Regions from separate parts of the Mus musculus genome. Here all the other regions are linked to region 1. A link is a contact called in public HiChIP or PLAC-seq and promoter capture Hi-C data. All regions are on one chromosome and are shown on one strand. Each heading gives the region's core, a stretch centred on a gene start, on an enhancer-like site or on the middle of the called end of the contact. The rest is flanking DNA. Distances are from core to core; before and after follow the strand shown.

Evidence for each region. Promoter capture Hi-C pulls out the DNA fragments that hold promoters and counts their contacts. HiChIP or PLAC-seq counts read pairs in DNA pulled down with a chosen protein or histone mark.
Region 2: a contact with region 1 is called in an H3K4me3 HiChIP or PLAC-seq map of neural tube, with 8 times the contacts expected there. The contact joins the enhancer-like site here to the promoter of Dok5 in region 1. A contact is called at or near these places in 2 of 39 promoter capture datasets (embryonic stem cells and hippocampal neurons), 3 of 484 Hi-C or Micro-C datasets (cortical neurons, frontal cortex and nephron progenitors) and 3 of 115 datasets of contacts at active chromatin or transcription factors (embryonic forebrain, forebrain and neural tube).
Region 3: a contact with region 1 is called in an H3K4me3 HiChIP or PLAC-seq map of embryonic forebrain, with 8 times the contacts expected there. The contact joins the promoter of Mc3r here to the promoter of Dok5 in region 1. A contact is called at or near these places in 4 of 39 promoter capture datasets (cranial neural crest, embryonic stem cells, liver and 1 more), 2 of 115 datasets of contacts at active chromatin or transcription factors (embryonic forebrain and forebrain) and 1 of 9 other capture datasets (embryonic stem cells).
Region 4: a contact with region 1 is called in a promoter capture Hi-C map of embryonic stem cells, with 6 times the contacts expected there. The contact joins the promoter of Cass4 here to the promoter of Dok5 in region 1. A contact is called at or near these places in 4 of 39 promoter capture datasets (cranial neural crest, embryonic stem cells and hippocampal neurons).

The regions. Positions count from the first base shown.
Region 1 is chr2:170,730,445-170,733,458 of GRCm38.p6, reverse strand. Dok5 (docking protein 5) reads right to left here and starts at 1,652. Exons shown (of 8, transcript NM_029761.4): 1 at 1,271-1,652. The coding sequence starts at 1,336.
Region 2 is chr2:172,220,214-172,223,323 of GRCm38.p6, reverse strand. No RefSeq gene overlaps it. Among named protein-coding and RNA genes, the nearest start is that of Mc3r, 27 kb to the left of the region's middle. Within about 2 kb of position 1,408, at least 1 of the 459 cell types and tissues checked has an H3K27ac peak or open chromatin away from gene starts, as enhancers often do. A contact at or near this core is called in neural tube, where this site is marked.
Region 3 is chr2:172,246,788-172,249,986 of GRCm38.p6, reverse strand. It overlaps Mc3r (melanocortin 3 receptor), which reads right to left and starts at 1,495. Exons shown (of 1, transcript NM_008561.3): 1 at 1-1,495. The coding sequence starts at 1,127. The coding sequence ends at 156.
Region 4 is chr2:172,392,193-172,395,272 of GRCm38.p6, reverse strand. It overlaps Cass4 (Cas scaffolding protein family member 4), which reads right to left and starts at 1,629. Exons shown (of 7, transcript NM_001080820.3): 1 at 1,268-1,629. The coding sequence starts at 1,303.

The DNA.
Region 1 (3,014 bases), core at 403-2,902:
CCCAGCAGACATCCCTCTCTAGCGACAGTTACTACTGAGAAATTTCTTTTATTCCCAGTCAAATTAAAGGCACATTTAGAAGAAGAAGAAGAAGAAGAAGAAGAAGAAGAAGAAGAAGAAGAAGAAGAAGAAGAAGAAGAAGAAGAAGAAGAAGAAGAAGAAGAAGAAGCCGCCGCCAGAGACCATATAAAAGACTGGTAGCAGATACAATGTATTTGTGGACAAAAATACTCATTGGATCACTCAGCCTAATGGAGACATTGACATTCTCACCAACACTAGCTTTCCTTGCTAAGTAAACTTACATCTCAGCTCTGCCTCACCACCACCACCCCCACCCCCGCCCCCGCCCCCAGCCTCTGACAAACACAAACCAACAAAAACAGCCAAGGTATTAGACACATGGCAAGAAGAAGTGGGGTGGGCTGAAATACACACACACACATTCATATTCATATATATGTATACATATATTCATATACATATATGTGCATACATACTCCAATGTCCACCCCTCCCTAAAGACTGTACTGTCTCTTAAAACCCAAAGAAAGGCAGGATGGTTCTCTCCTGAAGTGCCCCCAACAAGAGAAAAGCAAACAGCCTTAAGATGGGAGCCATTGGGATTCATTCATTCTTTCAGCTCATATTCCAGGAGCTTTACGCAGGCACCATGCTCCACAAGAAATGTGGATCTGATCGCCCAGTCGGACTCAGAAGGTGGAGTCTAAAAAACAGAAACCCACTGCCCAGGCTCAAGAGTAAGGAAGTTCCGATCTGGGGTTCTACCAGGGAGTTGGCCCTGCCTGAGGCCAGCTCTCTCCTCCTCTGCCAACACCTGAGCCGCAGAGCAGAGTCCCTGGGGCCAGATAGTCACTGACCTTGATCCCCACTCAGAATATCTGCCCTGTGTCCTGGCCTCCATCCATCCCCTGGAAAAGTTAAGTTGGCGCGAGTGGGATGCCGGCCGGGGACATCCGGCAGGCTCAGCACCATGCCATGCTTTCCAGATTCAGCACCCATGGCTACCGGGAAATATTTATTCCGAGTCAATGGGCTCCAGTAGCCACCGCCAGAAAGTCAAGCCATCCGAGAGATAAAGATAGCTCCATGACATACTGGATGCTGGCGTTAGCGCCGCAGCCGCGGTAGCCTGGGATGTGGGCTGCGAGAGCCACCAAGCAAATCTCCAGCGCCAGGAACCGGGATGCTGGCCGCAGACACAGACCCTGAAGTCGTGAACAAGGATCACAGAAAGGATGATACGTACCCCTAGGCGTCTGCTCCGGATCCTCACGTACCCCTGCTTCACTATGTCATTAAAATTGGAAGCCATCCCAGACAGACAGTGACCCTGCTGCCCCCAGCGTGCGCTCGGCACCCTGAGTGGCTTCGAGGAGGGATGTGGGGAGGAGGGTCAGGACAGAGACTGAGGGAGTGAAAGTTAACAAGGTGATGCGGTGAAACCAGGCGTCAGAAGGCGCACATCGCTTCCCCTGTCTCCCCAAAGCCTGAAAGTGGGCGGCCCGCCGGCGCCCAGCAGCCACTTTGGGGGAGAGCGGCGGGGAGGCGAGACTGGAGCGCGGCGTCAGCTGACTGGGCGGCAGCCTGCCAGGAGGAGGAGCCGCTCCAGCTCCCAGGAGGAGGAGAAGGACCAGAACAGAGGAGCAAAGAGAGGAAGGAGGAAGCAGAGATGGCCCAGAAGGAGGAGCGCACGGATCCCCTCCCCCGGCCTCCGCCCACCTGGCCCCCAGCCGCCCTGATCCCACCTCCTCTCCCCAGGGGCGGCTGCGCGTCCCTGCGCATAGCAGACATCCACGAAGCTCCAGCTCCTGCCTGTCGTTTAGAGAGAAGGACATCGGACTCTTTTTTTTTAAAAAAAACAGCTGTGTGTGCCCCAACCCATCCCTTCAGCCCCATCATTTTCACATAAGAGCTAATTAAGGGTGTGTCTGTGTCGAGGGAGACTGAGCTGTGTGGTTTACTTGTGACCTCTACATATAAAGGGAAAGCCATCTCCATCCCCATGGCTTATGCTCAGCTCTTCCATGAGGACTCCCTGCTGTGAAGCTCGAGGCTTGTATCATTGTCCCTTTTCTGGTTTGAGCCTGTCTTCCCAGTAAGACTGTAAGTTTCTCCGGAGCTGATTCTTGGTCTGTCACTGCTTTGTCCTCAACCACCACCACCCCCAACCCCCGCTCTATATAGATGATCAATAAATCTCAGGACTTTGTCAGTAGCAACTTGTACCGGGCATCCTTTGTACGCATTGACTTTGTTCAGCTCCCCTGCGCCCATAGAGGTGTGGCCTCTTTGTGTAATTACCAGGTTCCCACGTAAACCTTCATAACCTGACAAGATAGCCGCCCCTGGCAAACATTGTGCTCCGCCTTCCTTTAGCAAACTTAAGTTGATCACCGCTGATACTCTCTTAACATCGTCTTTCCCGGCTTTGCTACGGGAAGAGTGATGGTGATTTTAGCATCTAGGTTTTACAGAATCCGAAGCTGAGAAGAGGCAGTCCCTGGGGACTTGCCCACCATCCCACAGCTGGCCAGCACAGGGCCAGGACAACGGGATGAGGCTGCTGAAGGGACGATGTTGGGCTGACGTCATAAGCACAAGGTTGCTTCTTGATCTCCAACGTAGGTCTTGGTCTCCCTTTACTCAACAGCTAGACCATTCTTGGTCACCAGAGGTGACCTCAGTCAGAGCTAATGAGCTGGGCGACCTTCAGTGAGAGTCACAGAGGACGAGTCATCTATTTCACAGGTCCTGAGATCTGATGACATTGAGTTCCCCTCATCTCTAATATCATACAGGACTTCCTTTGTCTGTGGGAACTCTCACTTTAGTCATCCTGGCTTGATGGGTATTAGTCAGTCAAAGAAGAGAAATCACCCAAGAATGTGTCATAGAATTGAGGCTAAATTGGGACAACCAGAAAACAGAGGTGCCCATGAGGAGAACTCTTTGCTATATTGTAAACCATCTGCTCTGTCTTCGTGTTTCTG
Region 2 (3,110 bases), core at 159-2,658, 1.5 Mb before region 1:
CTTGATTTTTCAGTGGTCACAGGCTTTAGACTCCCTAGGGCGTTCATCTACCCTGTTGCCCTCATTACTTTTCCCTTCCCAGATATTAGAACCAGCTGCTTCAGGCTTTCAACAGGGGCCAAAGCCCAGCAGCAATCTGGGAACTCTCCAGCCCTTTGGTGCCAAATTGGTACCAGTAAGGCACTCAGCCTTCGGAACTGAGCAACTGCCAGGTTTTCGGCCCCTCTGATGAAGGCCATCATTGTTGGTGACTGTATGGACCACCCAGACCATCTCGTTCGAGCCAACCTAATCCCCTTTAATATATGCTCATATTGTCCTGTTCCCATCTACACTGACACAGGGTTGTTGAATGAGCGCTAGTGGGCACAGGTCCTCATGCTGTTTCTGCGTGGTGATGTCTGATTAGGGTCACCCAGGCTTCCTCTTCCCTGCTCTCTGAGAGCGTATTTCCTCTGAGCATCTCTCCTGTCAGCAGATGGAGCTGGCTTTTTTTTTTCCCTCTGTTGACCAGTGACAGTTCGTGTGTGAGGTAGGACATGGAGGATGCTGTCTTCACTTGGATAGGGTCCCTGTCATGTCCCCACACTTGTGGTATGGCTCTGGGTTTTGGTTCTTGAGTCTGGATCTTTTGGTTCTTGTTTGAAGCAAGGACAAAGGAACAGCGAATGCCCACCTGTGACTGGTCAGGAGAACAGTAAATGTCCTCCTGTGATTGGCCAAGATCCCTGAGAAGGCTCCGGAGCAGGGGGAGGGGACACGGGAACAGCGAATGCCCCCTGCTTGGAGACCGATATTCACAAGAGCTGCTTTTCCGTGCCCTTCACCAGCACAATTTTAAAGAAGTCAGGGAAAGGATTCCAATTTGGTCCTGGTATGGAGACCCCTCTCCCCCCATCCCCCACTTGCAAAGATCTGCCTTCAGATGAATAACTTCTCTACTGTCACCAAGGCGATTTGAATACCAATGGGGACTCTGAAGCCCACCTCTCAGCTGGTACCTGGTCTACTCTGTCCCTACTCTGCCAGGTAACAACTGAGCTTTCTGCCTGCTGCTGTCAGGCAAATGCCCTTGAGAAGTCCAGTTCCTCAGGCCCTAGGACTCCCTGTCCAGTGCTCACCAGTGCACTGCGGGTTTGGGCCCTTGCTTGCCGACTGAATTCTACCATGGCTGTACTTCCTACCTCAGTGGAACTGTGCAGACTGGATCGAGAGAATAGTAAATTGCAGCTTCTAGGACGCTCCTTGGAGACTGCAATTTGTTTTACTTAGCTGATTTCAAACATTTCACCAAATTTTATTCTGTGCCTTGGGATGCACGTATGGAAATAAATACACAGCAAACTTTTCTCTGGTTGAAGGGAAAGCAGATGTGCGTGGAAAGTAATAGAAAGTCAGAGTTCTAGGATCATACGGACCCTGAGCAGCCCAACTTCGCTAACGCCACACGAGAGGATTTGGCGCCACCTTCCGGCCAGACTGCGCATCGCAGCTCTGGGAAATTCTCTTGGGAGAGGATTTTGCTAGGAGCTTAAACAAACCAAGGCTTAAATGTGTTTAAACTATGTAGGCAAGCTTCTTAACTGTCTTAGTCAGGGTTTCTACTCCTGCACAAACATCACGACCAAAGAGCAAGTTGGGGAGGAAAGGGTTTATTCTGCTTACACTTCCACATTGCTGCTCATCACCAAGGAAGTCAGGACTGGAACTCAAGCAGGTCAGGAAGCAGGAGCTGATGCAGAGGCCATGGAGGGATGTTCCTTACTGGCTTGCTTCCCCTGGCTTGCTCAGTTTGCATTCTTATAGAACCCAAGACTGCCATCCAGGGATGGCACCACCCACAATTGGCCCTCCCATCCTTGATCACTAACAGAGAAAATGCCTTATAGCTGGATCTCATGGAGGTATTTCCTCAAGGGAGGCTCTTTTCGATAACTCCAGCTTGTGCCAAGTTGACACACGAAACCAGACAATACATTAACTAACAAGATATTTTGTCAGAGATAGGGTGGGGTGGGGTCACCTACCTCAAGATGCACTTTCTGCCACTAGAGGTGGACTGAGTCTTTTCCCAACAGAGTGGTGCTGCCTGGGTCTCTAAAATCTTCCTACAAACCAAACCACCCCAAAATACACCAAAGCCAAAACAAGAAGGTGTTTATTGACCCCCACCCCAGCAGTAGTGATGTGCCTCCTTTTCTATATTCTAATGGGGTCACTTCCAGGGTTACAGACTGAAATCCAGGAGCAGGCAGATGGGGGTTAATGACTGACGTGAGGAATCTGGAAGGAAGTTGTCTGCTCTCAGGTAATGGCAGAGGCAGAGAAGGTGCAGGGGGGAGGAGAGGGGTTCAAGGTGGAAGGGGGTTGGGGGGGGGCGTTCTGACTGTAAACAAGAACATCCATGAATTTCTAAGAGGATTCGTGAGAGTTGGCATAGATTATTGCCCCACACCAAAAGGAAAACACAAAACAAACAAACAAAAGCGACAACCACTCGAATCTCCTGTAACCCTCCCAGACCTCCTCCTTTCATCTTTCCAGTGTAAATATCAAATATAAATAGAAACACACCCCACTCAAAGCCTAGGGGAAAATTAACTGGTGGGTGGGGTGGTAGAGGCTTATGGGAAAAGCTGAAAGCCGTGTACTGGTGTGCAGGCTGCATAACGCCCACCAACAGGAAGTGCCTGCCCAGAAGTGTACTTAAGATGATTTTTTAAAAAAATATTTATTTATTTTATTTATATGAGTACACTGTAGCTGTCTTCAGACACACCAGAAGAGGGCATCAGATCCCATTACAGATGGTTGTGAACCACCGTGTGGTTGCTGGGAATTGAACTCAGGACCTTTGGCAGAGCAGCCAAGGCTCTTAACTGCTGAGCCATCTCTCCAGCCCTTAAGACGATTTTTAAGACTATTTTTTTCTTTCTGGGAAATGGATGGAAAATGGATACCTTCAGAAAAGGCAGTTTTACTAATTTATACAAACATGCCCGGAAAGTAGCGGCCAGTGAAAGAAAGTTGAAATTCAAGACCTGTAAGTCATATAAAGTACTCAGAAATTGCTGGTTGTTTGTGAGCCTAGAGGCTGCCTGGGGCTGAGA
Region 3 (3,199 bases), core at 246-2,745, 1.5 Mb before region 1:
TCACAGACAGCCCATCCTACGCCGTGTCCCGTCTGCAAAGGGCCACGAGCTTACAGACGAAGCCAAGCACAGTTCCAGCTCCTAACACCCTTTTACGTCCCGTCTGAGCGTTGTTTTTGTCTCTTGGCTGGATGTGGAACACCTCCACGGGCATCCTAGCCCAAGTTCATGCTGTTGCAGCCGCAGAGAATCTCCTTGAACGTGTTGCGCAGCTCCAGGCTGCGGAAGGCGTAGATGAGGGGGTCGATGACGGAGTTGCACATGATGAGAACCAGGTAGGTGTTGAAATGGGCCGTGTAGCAGATGCAGTAGGGATTGGTGGGGCAGGTGATGATGAGGACCAGGTGGAGGAAGAAAGGCGCCCAGCAGAAGATGAAAACACCCAGCAGGATAGTGATGGTGACAGCCCCCTTCATGCAGGAGTGCTGCTGTGGGGCCACCACGCCAGCAGGGGGCAGCACTGCGATGCGCTGGACGTGGAGCCTGGCGAAGAGGAACATGTGGATATATAGGGTGCCCATGAGGAGCACCATGGCGAAGAACATGGTGATGAGACACACGATGACCATCTTGCTCTCGGAGTAGATGATGAACATCACGCCGCAGATGCCGCAGCAGACCCAGATGACCCCGATCAAGGTGAGGGCTTTCCTCACTGTCATGATGCTGTGGTACCGAAGGGCATAGAAGATGGTGACGTACCTGTCGATGGCAATGGCCAGGAGGTTGCAGATGGAGGCCACCAGGGAGATGCAAATCATAGAGTCGAAGATATTATCCATGTGCTGGATAAACTGGTCCTCCAAGGTCAGGGAGTCGCTGTTGATCACGGCGATCATGATGGTCTCCAGGGAGTTGGACAGGCTCACCAGCATGTCGGCTGCAGCCAGGCTGCACAGGAAGAAGTACATGGGAGAGTGCAGGTTGCCATTCCTGACCACAGCCAGGATCACCAGGATGTTTTCCATCAGACTGACGATGCCCAGAGCCAGGAAGACCTCCGGCTTGATGAAGACCTGCTCACAGAACCCACTGCCGCTCCGGTTGCTGGCAGGAGGGGCTGCAGGGTGCTCAGAGAGGTTAGGCAGCATCGGAGAAACAGAAGACAGGCAGCAGGAAGAGTTCATGGTTAACAGCAGGTCCAGTCCCAGCTGCGGCTCCTGCAGGGTCCTGAGCAAGCTGCTGGGGAAAATTCTCCTTCTAGGTGCTTCTCTTGTGGATGCTGTCCAGTCTAGACTTTAGTTTCTCCAGAGAGGGAGAGATAGATAGATAGATAGATAGATAGATAGATAGAGAGGGAGTGGGGCTTGGAGACATAGAAAGAACTTTCCTTTGCGGTCTCCAGCAATCAGTGCAGAGTCTGATCAGCCTGCCTCATCCCCTCTAGCTCTGACCCTCTCTCTCCAGTCTTCTCTCATCCCCACCCGACACCCGTTGCTACAGTTACAGCTCTACTTCTAGCGAGCCAGGGGTTGTGGGACTTGACGCTAGATGTGAGAAGAGAGAGCACTCGGGTTTTATGCATCGGAACTCCTACTTCATCTCCAGTGCAGCAAAATGACCACTGAGCAGCTGGCACTGTCTGACTGACAGCAGGTCGGGGCTCCGGGTTCCACCGGGGAGATGAGGAAGCAGATTGGCGCCCCCTGCAGTCCGGACTGCTCACCTGCGCTCGTGTAGGAGTAGTTCGGACCTGCCCGGTAAAGAGAGATCAGCATTCATTCTGCTGCTGGCCGTTTGTGGGTTGGTATGGGTCAGGTCTGCACTGGGTGTAAGAAATACAGAAGGAAACAAGAGAAGCGCTGGCCCAGCCCTTCCCCCGACCCCCGCCACCGCCAACCAGCGTCTAGGATGGAGGAAGAGAAATCAGAGAATTGTGCTCACACATTGACAATATTGCAGCTGTCACCCAGGAACTCCATAGAGAAGCAAGTAACACAGTCACGAGAATTACACCAATTTTTGTTTATTTCCAAGAACACATAAAAATGAAACCTGCACTAATAGTTCATTAAACGTGCAATTTAATAAGTCTAAGACACAATATGCATGCCTTCATTTAAAAATAGTTTATTATTAAAGTATGTCAACTGCTCCTGGCCCTTCGGGGAGTCTCAACCTTTTTTGCTATGGGAGGAGAGTGTTTGGCTCCAATGTTGATGGCTCTTGATTGGTCAGGGCATGATTTCTGGAGGCTGAGGTGGTCATTGCTACTTTCTAAATTACATCAGCATCTGGACCTGGTAGAGATGTAGGCTGGTCTGAGCAGAAGTTTCCTGTTTGTGTCAAGTTGGGATGTGACAGATTCATGGCCAAACTATCTTGGGCTATTTTATTTTCTGCAGACAGGGTATCACCTATGCCAGGCTGGCTTTGAACTCACTATGAAGCCAAGGATAAGGTTAAACTTCTGATCCTCCTGCCTTTGTGTGCCGACTGCAGGGATTGCAGGCACATCACCCCGCCTGGCTTCTGAGGTGCTGGGGATTGAACCCAAGGCTACATGCATGCTAGGTAGGCACTCTACCAACCGAGCCACATCTCCCAGCTATCTTTGGCTATATTTAGACCATATAATAGCCATCCTGTGTGTGATGTAATATTATATTGTGGGTATCACCTACTACGGGAGACCTTTGGGAATGTAATAAATTTGCAGATCACCAATTCCCACCCACCCCACCTCACGACACAGCATCAGAAACCCAGAGCAAGAAGTCCCCAGCTTTGCTGTAACCTGCCTACATGCTATGCCCACTAATATACTTGAAAGATACCATGATTTATTACTTTCTTTTGTTTTGTATTTATAAAACCACATGAAAACATTCCCATACTGCAACCTGATTTGGAGATGAGCTGAAGCCATATATATGTACCAGGCGTAGCCACTCATACTTGCTTCCAAAATAAACAACCTCTGGCTCCCTTTGAGGTGGGAGCTGTGCTTTCTTCTGACTTCAAGATGCTGAGGTAGGAGAGTTTTGAGTCCAGGTCCTGCTTGAGCTACAGAGTGAATTCAAAGCTAAACTGGGCAACTTAGTGAGACCCTGCCTCAAGATTAAAAACATGAAGAGGGCTGGGATGTAGCCCAGTGGTAGAGCACGTGTCTAATAAGTAAGGAGCATGAGTTTGATCCCCAGTGCTCCAAACCAAACCCTGGACGTCAATGAAGCTGCTAGACAGATGAACCTTCCAG
Region 4 (3,080 bases), core at 380-2,879, 1.7 Mb before region 1:
GCTGTAGCATCAGTCGATGTACAGACAGAGGCCGTATGCCGGAGAGACAGACTGCCGGAGAGACAGACTGCCCGGAACTGCGGGGATGCCTTTGGATGAAAGATTTAGTGGGGCTGGCTCAACTACTCACTTCCCCAGCGCTTTGTGGGGCAAGATTCTCAACTCAGATATTTACAAGTCATCTAAACAAGGAGTCGCCACAGACCCCAGCCCTGGATCCCACGCCCAACACTTGTTACTATCACAATGACAAGCAACATTTAATTCCGGCAAGCAGCCTCCCATTTAGCAACTGTTTCATGGCTCTTTTGTATCTACCATTCTATCACATTTTGAAAGAATAGGAGGGGACAGAAAAGCAACGACTGTGAGCTTCACTTTCCTTGTGATCTCTCCTCCTTCTCCCCAAGCCCCCGCATACAGTATGGGTGTGTGAAACCCAAAAGTTGATGTCACAATGTCCTTCTCCATCACCCACCCACTTTATTTGTGTGTGTGTGTGTGTGTGTGTGTGTGTGTGTGTGTGTGTGTGTGTGTGGAGTTGGAGTTGCTTGTCTTAGGGATGCTGGCCAGAGAACTACAGGGACCTTGCTGTCACCTCCTTGCCGTCTCTGGGGTTACAGGTACACGCTTTCATGCCTGTTTTTTTTGTTTGTTTTTGTTTTTTGTTTTTTGTTTTTTTATGTGGGTACTGGGTACTGAATTCAGGTCCTTATGCCTGTATTGCAAGTACCATCGTCACATCTCAGGCTCCAGTGCCCTTCTTGGGTTAGCAGTGTGCCATGCTATACATATGCTATAGGACCGTCTCTTGGTTCCTGGCCCAGACTTGCAGTTTGTACCAGAGTTCCAGTCCCCAGCGCCCAAAGGAACACGAAGGCAGTTCATGGGTGTCCTTATTGGAGTTAGCAAGAGTAGAGCCAAGGTCTAAGCTCTCTCTATTCAAGAGAAGTGAGTGCCCCAAGCCAGTCAGAATCCTTGAGAGCCACACTAAGCACCTTCAGGATGCAGAGAAAGAGAGAATGTTTAAGAAGTTTGCTGAGTGGTGAAGAGACACACAGTGGGGGCTTGGGCTGTCTGCCTCCTGCCGATTTCACCCCATCATTTCCAGTCATCTTGAAACCAACAACTGGTAAAGAGCAAAGCTTTCTCATTCCAAACCTGCCTGCCACTAATAACCTACCCTTCGTGTTCATTAGAGACCCAAAGATAAAAACAGTTGAGTCAACTGTTGCTCTCATGCACTCAGCCCCAATCAGTCACTCACCTTGGGCGCACCCTCTCTGATGCTGGTGCCTCTCATGGCTGTGATGTGAGCAGGGTCCTCGGAGTTCTGCCGCTGATATATCTGGTTCCAGGGACCAATGATGCAATATCACTGCATGCTGCTGGCTGGTTCCCAGGAGCTGGATTCTATGGAACTGTTTGCCAACACATGGAAACAGTCGAGATGATTCTTTCAAGTAAAGAGAGTCAAATGAAAGGAACGGGGGAGGCGGGGCCAGAGCTTCAGGCCACACCCACGCCTCCATGCCTGCTGTCCCACTTCATGGTAAGTGGAGGCTGACACTCCTTTGCTGTGTGAAACCACAAAAGAAGAAGAAGGAGAAAAAAAAAAAAAAAAAAAAACCCACCCTTCTGCTTTACAAGGTGAAGTTCCTACTTTGAGCAGCCCAGCGTAGGATCACACCGCATTCTTGTCCCTTGAAGACTAATGGAACAATTCCCACCCAGCGAGGCAACACATTTCCATGATGAAGCAAAGCTGCTGGACTTCCGCTGAGGGTCAGCATGTCTTCCTTCCTGTCCCCTGCGGTGTGACAGCTGGGGTAACAGGAGTAAACTGCCCTGCTCTGAACCCCACGTTTTCTACACCTTCACTCCAATTCTCCGTGGTTATATTTTAGCGGGCGCTGCTGAGAGCACCAGATACTGCCCCACACTTGGCTCTTTGTGTCAAGCGAGTGCTCTGAACTCATGAAGTGGAGTCCTCACGACTTCCCAAGTTTAAAGTTTCCCTCAACTCAGACCCAATATCCAGAGAGGAGCCACGGAGTACAAAAAAAAAAAAACCAAAAAACAAACAAAACCAAAACCAAAAACAAACAAACAAACAAACAACCCCAAAAAAACCAAACAAACAAATAAGAAAACAAAACAAAAACCCAAAACTAGCTTAGGCTTCATTTCATTTCAGCATAAGGGTCCCCTCTTCTAAGCAGCTCCTCCCAGCTCCCCTGGGATTCGATCTGTAGACCAGGCTGGCCTTAAACTCACCAAGACCCACCTATTTTTGCCTCCCAGGTGTGAGATTTAAAAAGCATGCCATAGCCAGACCACGGTGGCACTCTCCTTTGATACCAGCACTCCCAGAAAGCAGAGGCTGGCTAATCTCAGTGAGTTTAATGATAGCCTGACTTACAAAGTAAGTTTGGGGCCAGCCCCGAACTCAAAGTGGAAAAAAAAAGTAAATTTAAAAAAATTGAACCAGTGAGATGGTTCAGTGGGTGAAGCTGTCAGCTGCTAAGCTGAAAACTTGTTGGAGTTATTGGAATTACACGGTGGGAGAAGAGGACTCCTGCAAGCTGTCTTTCTGACCTCTGCATGCATACTGCCACTCGTGTGCATACTTCCCTCCCCAGATAAAATAAATGCAATCAAAACAAGCAAACAGATAGAATGCTGTCTCTATTTTAAATGGTCTTTAAGGAACCAGTGATCAGCAATCTGCAGGCGACAGTAGCGAAAGGGGGTGACAATGACTAGACAGGATGAACAGGCTCTAGACAAATGTAGAACCGGGCATGCTCCCACCCCCACATCTACAGTGCTGAGACAGGAGAACAGCTGCGACTTTAAGGCTGTTCTGGGCCACCTCAGAGTTCTAGGCCAGTCTGGACTACGGTGTGAATCTGTCTTAGCAAATAGAAGTAGCTGTCAGCCACATGCTCCCTGCCAAAGTCCACAGGGAAGAAGTAGTAATTTCCAGAAGGCTTTTCACAAGAGAGACACATTCTGAAAAGGGTGGGGTGCGTCAGATCAGAGGCAGTGCGAGCTCCATTTTAGGAAACGCTGTAGCT